Linked DNA regions of Lactuca sativa: region 2 is linked to region 1. A link is a contact called in public Hi-C data. All regions are on one chromosome and are shown on one strand. The core of a region is the stretch at or near the end of the contact, and the rest is flanking DNA. Distances in the headings are between cores, read along the strand shown.

Evidence for each region. A called contact is a pair of places that touch in the nucleus more often than the background predicts.
Region 2: a contact with region 1 is called in a Hi-C map of leaf, with 5 times the contacts expected there. The contact joins the promoter of LOC111883995 here to the promoter of LOC111883997 in region 1. A contact is called at or near these places in 2 of 4 Hi-C or Micro-C datasets (both in leaf).

The regions. Positions count from the first base shown.
Region 1 is chr2:222,815,385-222,819,739 of Lsat_Salinas_v11, forward strand. LOC111883997 (superoxide dismutase [Mn], mitochondrial) reads right to left here and starts at 2,022. Exons shown (of 6, transcript XM_023880322.3): 1 at 1,607-2,022; 2 at 1,185-1,231; 3 at 989-1,114; 4 at 797-853; 5 at 570-647; 6 at 35-458. The coding sequence starts at 1,895. The coding sequence ends at 366. It overlaps LOC111883996, which reads left to right. Exons shown (of 6, transcript XM_023880320.3): 6 at 1-264.
Region 2 is chr2:222,992,381-222,996,735 of Lsat_Salinas_v11, forward strand. It overlaps LOC111883995, which reads left to right and starts at 1,865. Exons shown (of 1, transcript XM_023880319.2): 1 at 1,865-3,109. The coding sequence starts at 1,865. The coding sequence ends at 3,109.

The sequences.
Region 1 (4,355 bases), core at 772-3,271:
AATATTTCTATATAGAAATACAAGAAAGAAAAAATAATAATAACTTGAAATCAGTGGAATAAACAAGTAACCCAAATGTTTACAGTATCAGTAGGATGATTTTGTAACCAACACCCAACAAACATAAACCAGGATCAACTGTTAGTTTTTTTGAACGAACAGAAACTAGAAAAGGGAGTTTACAAGAAGCAAGAAGCAAAAAGCAAAACAACAGGACATGGGTTTATACATGTTTTGCAATTTGCATACATACACAAAGGCCAAGTCCCAAGGAAAAATGGGACTTTACTTATTACATGCATGTTCAAATGAAGCATACACCTGCCATCGTGTGTGTAGTAGGTGAAGTGTCAAAACTCTTCCTTTTAAGGGCATTCTTTCTCATAGACTTGGCTTGCATACTTCCAGTTGATGACTTTCCAAATATTCTTCAAATAATCTGGTCTTACATTTTTGTACTGCATCATTCAAACATTTAACTATATCATCAATTGATCGTTTAAGTGGAACAAACAGGAGAATTTTATTTGCTAGACAATAAAAATTTTATATGATGATTAACTAACTACCTGTAAGTAGTATGCATGCTCCCAAACGTCTATGCCAAGCAGAGGAACCAAAGTTGCACCTTTTGTAACCAGGGGGTCCTGCACCACAAGTCACAACCAGATACATACTTAATAATCTAATCTATCAACTACTTGTATTATTAATGTAGAAATTTTTTTAGATAATTTATTCAGTAAAAGGCTCAACAAGATTTGTTATAATCACTTAATGTGAATTGCATGTATACCTGGTTTGCAGTTGTCTCAACCACAAGCCTTTTCAACTCCTTGTCCACTGCAAGCCACTGCCAGTAGTAGTCATATTATATCACGATTTTAAAAAAGTAAACCAACAGATGATAATAACAATAATAATAATAATATCCCAAGATGATTGATTGATTGATTGATAAGAGAAATAATAGATGAACATAACATACCACCCATCCAGACCCCTGCACAGCAGCACCTTCAGCATTCATCTTGGCAATCAACTTTTCCATTGAACCAAAGTGTTGGTCAATAGCCCACCCCAAAGAACCATGTGGTGCCTCACCACCACCTTCCTGCAAACAAAAACAAAATTCAGCCTTTCACTCAGAATCATCCTTCAACTATCAGGAAACAGAGACTTACACTTGTAGGAGCAAGATTCTTCCAAAAAATTGAGTGATTCACATGACCTGATTACACAAACAAAAAGGGGATGAATCAATCTAGGACAGCCAGAAAACGCAATGTATAATTCACTTCAATAAAAATCCCTAGAACCAATTAATCAAACATATCAGTAACTGCATACTATGAATTGATATATATCATGTTGCAAGTTCAACTACAATATTCTATTTGACGTTCTTGTTCTCAAGTATGTTGTAGGTAGCAGCTATTAGAACTTGAAATCCATATCAAGTTAGGGATCAATATGCAGCTTCCTATTTTAGAACAACTCGCTGTAAGAAGTTGTTGAACTGGTTCGACGGAAACTACCGACAAAAAGATAAAATATCTGTACTGGAAATAAGATAATTGGATGGAGAAAAGGATAAGAATCGAACCTCCGCCATTGAACTTAATGGCGCTCTGCAATTTGACGGCAGTGGAGGCATCACCCTTAGCGATGGCGTCATCAAGCTGCTCGAGAGCCTTATTGTAGTTGGTAATGTAAGTCTGGTGGTGTTTTTGGTGATGGAGCTGCATAATCTCTCCGCTAATCACCGGCTCCAGAGCGCCATAATCGTAGGCGAGATCCGGAAGCGTAAACGTCTGCAGTCCACGAATCTGTTGCTGGAACCTGGAGAATCGACCTAGGGTTTTCCCACTACTGACTAGTGTTCGAAGAGCCATTTGTTCTGCGAATCAATTGAATTGATAGAAATCCAAGTACACAAAGACTTATATTTGGCAGCGAAATGGTTCTAAGTTTCCAAATGGAATCTGTGTGCACCGTACTAATCTATATACTTCCCTGCGCAGTCCGCACGACACTACACTTCTCTTAGTTTATAGTTTTGACCCCTAGTTTTCAAATATCATTTTATTTTTTATATTTTTATATTTTTATATTAACTATTGTCACCTAACCTTCTCTAGAAAATAGAAATACAAGTCAAAATGTCCAAATGAACTAAAGTCTAAAAGAAAAGACAAAATTGCAAGAATGGTCTCTATGGTTAGGTGGAAATTGCCACTTTGGGCCAAAAAGGTTTGTGCTAGCACTCGTGGTCCACAGGTTTTTATTTTGTTGCGAGTTTGGTCCATTTGTCTTGATTTTTTTATAAAATGACGATTTTACTCTTTGTTTTTTTTTTTTTTCAGTTTTTTATTATAAAAATTAAAAAAGGAAAAAGAAAAAAGAAAGTTGTCCTCCTCTCTCTCTCTCTCTCTCTCTCTCTCTCTCTCTCTCTCTCTCTCTCTCTCTCTCTCTCTCTCTCTTCGTTGTTTTTCATCAGAACCCACCTACCTTCATTTTCTTATTCAAAATCCTTCACCTGCAACTTCTTCATCATCCCCATAAAGAAATCGAAAAATATAGTTAGATTTAGGGTTCTTTAATTAATAGAACACCCTTTTGATTTCTTTCTTCAATCAGTATAAGAAAACAATATAACAGATCCAATTAGATTTACTGTTCCTAATTTCTTTCTTCAATCAGAAACAAAATTTGCAGACCAACCTTTCCCCTATAAAAAACCACGACGCCGACCTCTTTGTTCTCTTTCTGTAACCATTGAGTTGCCGATGGAGGAAGAGAAGTCCGGTGGTAAAGGCAGTGGTGGTCATGGCAATCTGCCGGAGTTTGACAGCCTCCCGAAGATGAGATTATTTCTCAGCTTGTTTTTCAGATCTGATTCGTCACCACCACCTCTAGCAAATTGAATAGGTTAAGAGTTTCAGGATAGCTTCGATTGGTCGATTTCTATGTCCGATTTTTGTTCATGAATCTTGATGTGATAAAAGGAATTTTTTTTGTGTGTGTGTGGGGGGGTGTGTATGTGTTTGGAGGGTTGAACACATATACACACAAATGGTTTACAATGATAATCGTTTTTTTAGAGATTTTTCCTCTTTCTGCTTCTGGTTCTCAAGTTGCAGGTGGATCTGCGATGGCAAGATTAAGACTAAGGGTTCAGATGGTGGTCGATTTGGATGTTGAGTCGGTGTTGGTGGAGGAATATTAGTTTTGATTTTTTTTAATCTCAAAATCTTGATTTTCCAAAACTTAGTGGTCTTGAATGGTAGAGTGGTGGTGCAGGTGAGGAACAAGTTCAAGAAGAAGATGATGGGAGCGTTTCACGACTGAAAATCGAGGGGGAGATAACTGGGGTCGATTTGTTGGAGATAGGAGGGTGAAGGGATGGGTGTTTGGTGGTCCTGCACAACCGGAGGGAGGCAGGGAGGGGCTACGAAGGTGGTGGTCGGCAACCTCCTTTCTTCGTCGGAGATCAAAATCAAGAACGAGAGAGAGAGAGGGGAGGGCTACTTTCTTTTTTCTTTTTCCTTTTTTAATTTTTATAATAAAAAAGCTGAAAAAAGAAAAAACAAAGGGTAAAATCGTCATTTTATAAAAAAATCAAGACAAATGGACCAAACTCGCAACAAAATGAAAACCTGTGGACCACGAGTGCTAGCACAAACCTTTTTGGCCCAAAGTGGCAATTTCCACCTAACCACAGGGACCATTCTTGCAATTTTGTCAAAAGAAAATCTTATAACCTAGTGTTTACCTCACACGATCTTCTCCCCCTCCCCTCTCAACGTTTCCTCATGAGTTTTTTCTTCCTCACCATTATGTTCCTAACATCACCAGAAAGCACTTATTAGTTCTGCTATGTATTTCTCTATTCGTCTCCCCTCTCACTAGACAACGAGATTCTTGACGATTGTTTTCTCTTAACTTGAATTTATACTTTCAAAACAAAAGAACACTCTGACAAAAAGCTAAGAGTCGTGAATTAGGTTTGCACCCCCCCCCCCCCCCTCGACCTAATCGCCCCTGAACTTATGGTTTGCTATGAAAATAGATGAAACTAAAGTCGAAAACATTTTGTTTGGAGAAAACTAGGATACCAACATTATTTGACTGATTCGTGAATTAGGTTATTGATATAAATAAAAGACGGGTCACATATTAGAACACATCCTTAATGATTGTCCCATGTACGATGTCATGAGCAAAAGCTAAAGAAAACAAACATAAGGATTGGATGTGTACAAAAACATTAATGATTAAATATGTACAAACTAAAAATTATACTACCCTATTAAATTATTTTTCTCGGTTTAACATGCAATATCCGGTTATAA
Region 2 (4,355 bases), core at 615-3,114, 180 kb after region 1:
AAGGTAAAATCAAAGGAAGAGATGACTGTAAGTCCGCGTGTTATTTATTGAAAACAAGCAGCTTTAATGGTGGAGAGATGGGGTTGATTTGCAGCCATTTTTGTTTGATGAAGGTGAAGAACTTCTGGGAAAGTGCATCCTCGCAGTTGAATAGTTGTTGGCTGGTATAACGAAGGCCATATCCATATAGAATTTGATGGACAGTTTTAGGTGTAAATAATATAATTTCGAAATAGAGTGGGGGTATAAGGTGTAATAAACATAATTTGTTTGTTGAATAGTATACAATGATATTGATTTTCTAAATTCTTATTGCGTGACAGAATAAAAATATGTTAGAATGGCAAAAGCCATATTTTAAATTTTGAAGATTTCAATAATTAAATAATTATTGTTAACGGTATTATACTATTATTAGAGGTATCGGTTTATCAAACAGGTGTGAAGCAGTGTAACCAGCCTATATTGGTTTTCATCGGTCGATAAAGGCTTTAATATCATGTGCCAATCCAATTTCCAACATCTAAAACGTAACTTGATTATATCTTATCGAATCACAATCAATTTGATCCAGTTTCATCAAAAACCGATGTCTCTTGTATCCGGTTTTGAATCGGATCCAGATCAAATATGTACAAGTGTTACGACTTACCACCTAACTAATATTCTATTACAAAATTATGTGACATTTTTAAAAAACATATAAACATAACTCACTTTAGTAATATGGTCGTAGAATTTTTCATATGTTTTGGTTGTTGTCATGTGTTATATATATATATATATATATATATATATATATATATATATATATATATATATATATATATATATATATATATATATATATATATATATATATATATATATAATTGCTTTTAGTTATTCTTGCAAATATACTCATCAAGATTAGTCATATATTTTTGTTATTATAGTTTTAAATTTTATATTGACATCTTAACTTAATTAGCTTCGAATTCATGTAAAATGTACATACTACATACCACACAAACACAATCCAAGCAGAATTAATGTTTTAGCGCCAACCTATGGACTAAAAAAAATACTACTAAAATCAAGTTTGAAATACTATCAACTGTAAGACCATCCGTTAGGCCGTCCGGTATGGTTGCAACGGACAGGTTCGTGGTCTAGCTGGCCACGAACCACGATCGTGCACACCATCTCGGTGGCTAGTGGTGGTTCGTGGTCGGGACGAGCCGTGGTCGGGACAACGAATGCAAACGGAAATTGTGATTGGGTGGCACAGTAACGGTCATATTTTAGGGTTAAAATCTTTTTTTTTAATTTTACTATTCAAACAACATTGAACCACTTCTATAAATACCACACTTATTCATTCATTTTACTCACACGATTCTTTTTTCTTCTTCTCACAACCACACACTTCTTTTGCTTCATAAACTCAAAGCCAATGGCTCCTAAAAGGATGAATTGGTCAGAAAACGAAGAAGAGAACTTAGCATTAGCATGGGTAGCTGTTTCAAAAGACCCAGAAATACCTCCTATTTTTTGGGTAAAAGTTGGAAACGTTTTCCATGATTTAATGGGTTGCCAAAGTCGTAATCTTGATGAAATATGGCCACGAACCACGGACGTGCACACCGTCCCGGTGGTTCGTGGTCGACCGTGGTCATTGCAAAATGTGCTCGGGACAACGAAATGAAACGAGGATTGCTATTGGTCGAATATTTTGAGCCGTTGAACGGCTATTTTGTGGCCGTTCCTTTTTTTTTTTTTTCAAACTCAACTATAAAAACTCAATTACAAAACTCAATACCAAAACACATACACATACATATACATTCTACACTCAATTACACCTATGGATCCCTCGATAAATATGGAATTTTTAAAAAGTTTTGACTCGGATGACGACGTAGAATTCGTCGAGACATTCTTCAATGTTGTGCAACACGTTCACGCCGAAGAAAGTTCGAATGCAGCGCGTACAAGGACGGTCGTCAATCATGATCGCCAAGCCGCACACGACTTATTGGTACGTGATTACTTTGCCGATAATTGTCTTTATAATGACGACTCGTTCGAACGTCGTTTTCGTCTGAATAAGGCTATATTTTTACGTATTAGTAATGCTTTAGAATCTCGTTATGATTTTTTCAAACAAAAACCCGACGCTAGAGGAAGAATGGGTTTTAGTAGTATACAAAAATGTGCGGCTGCTCTTAGGTATTTGGGATACGGTATAGCATTTGATGCATCTGACGAATACTTGAAAATATCCGAGAGGACCGCGGTTGAATGTGTAGATTGGTTTTCTGCATGTGTTTATGAGGTTTTTCACGAAGAATATTTGCGTAAACCTACTCAACGTGATATTGAGAGATTATATTCGGCTCATGAAGAGAGGCATGGATTTCCCGGTATGCTTGGCAGTCTAGATTGTACGCATGTGGCTTGGGAAAAATGTCCAACTGCATGGCGTGGCCAGTTCACTCGAAGAGATATAGGTGAACCAACTATCATCCTAGAAGCTGTTGCATCTCAAGATTTGTGGATATGGCATGCCTTTTTTGGAGTAGCGGGGTCCAACACCGACCTTAATGTTCTTGGTCAGTCTCCACTTTTCAACGATATTTGGACCGGCAAAGCACCTGATATGACGTTCACGGTAAACGGGCACGCGTACAAATATGGTTACTACCTTGGTGATGGGATATACCCGGATTATTCTACATTGATGAAGGCATACTCAGTTCCTCGAAGTGAAAAAGCAAAATTGTTTACAAAAAAACAAGAATCAGCGAGAAAGGATATCGAGAGGGCATTTGGAGTCCTTAAGCAAACATGGCATGTAGTGAAATATGCTACACGACTTTGGGATAAAGAAAGAATTAAGCAAATGGTCCTAGCATGTATTATAATGCATAATATGATTATTGAAAATGAAGGTCGAGCGATTTGCACGTATGATCCGAACGACGTTGTCGTTCCAATTGAGGAGTTCGTACCCGGAACGAATGCTTTTTTGGAGCGAGTTGTCGAAATCCATAACAGTGAAAAGTGTTTCAATCTTCGAGAAGATGTCGCGGAACATTTGTACCAACATAGCATGAACGACGATTAGGATTTTTATATGTATGTTTGTTCGTTTTCTTATTAATGTAATGTTTGTTTTCTAGATTAACTAAGTAATGTAGTTTAAAATTGTTATTTTATTTTTATAATTAATGAAAAAATAGTTTTAAAAAAATAAATGCTTTTTACTTTTAAAAATTGTAATTTTATTTTAATTTTTGGATTAAAAAAAAAGTAATGTTATTGTATTTTTGAATTAAAAAAAAAAGTTATTTTATTGTATTTTTGAATTAAAAAAAAATAAAAATAATGATGTGGAGTGATGTGTTAGTGGTAATGGAATGTGGTGCTGATGTGGCACCCACCACATATGTGGTATGTGGTGGGTATAACGGATGGTCTAAGATCATCCGTTATACCCACCACATACCACATATGTGGTGGGTGTCACATCAGCACCACATTCCCCTACCACTAACATGTGATACCTACCACTAACACACCACTCCACATCATTATTTTATTTATTTTTAATTCAAAAAAACAATAAAATTACATTTTTTATAATTAAAAAGCATTCGTTTTTTTAAACTAGTGTTTCATTAATTATAAAAATAAAATTACAACTTCAAACTACATTACTTAGTTAATTTAGAAAAAAAAATTACATTAATTAAAAAAACAAAGAAACATACATATAAAAAACCTAATCGTCGTTCATGCTATGTTGGTACAAATGTTCCGCAACATCTTCTCGACGATTAAAACACGTTTCACTGTTATGAATTTCAACAACTCGCTCTAAAAACGCATTCGTTTCGGGTACGAACTCCTCAATTGGAACAACAACGTCGTTCGGATCATACGTGCAAATCGCTCGACCTTCATCTTCAATAATCATATTATGCATTATAATATATGCTAGGACCATTCGTTTAATTCTTTCTTTATCCCAGAGTCGTGTAGCATATTTCACTACATGTCATGTCTGCTTAAGGACTTCAAATGCCCTCTCGATATCCTTTCTCGACGATTCCTGCTTTTTTGTAAAAAAATTTGTCTTTTCACTTCGAGGAACCGAGTATGCCTTCATCAATGTAGAATAATCTGGGTATATCCCATCACCAAGGTAGTAGCCATATTTGTATGCGTGCCAGTTCACCGTGAACGTCATATCAGGTGCTTTGTCGGTCCAAATATCGTTGAAAAGTGGAGATTAGCATGAGGTGTAAGTTTCAGTGAAAATATAAGGTTTATTTATGTAGTGAATTGAGTTTGGAAAAAAATAAACAAAC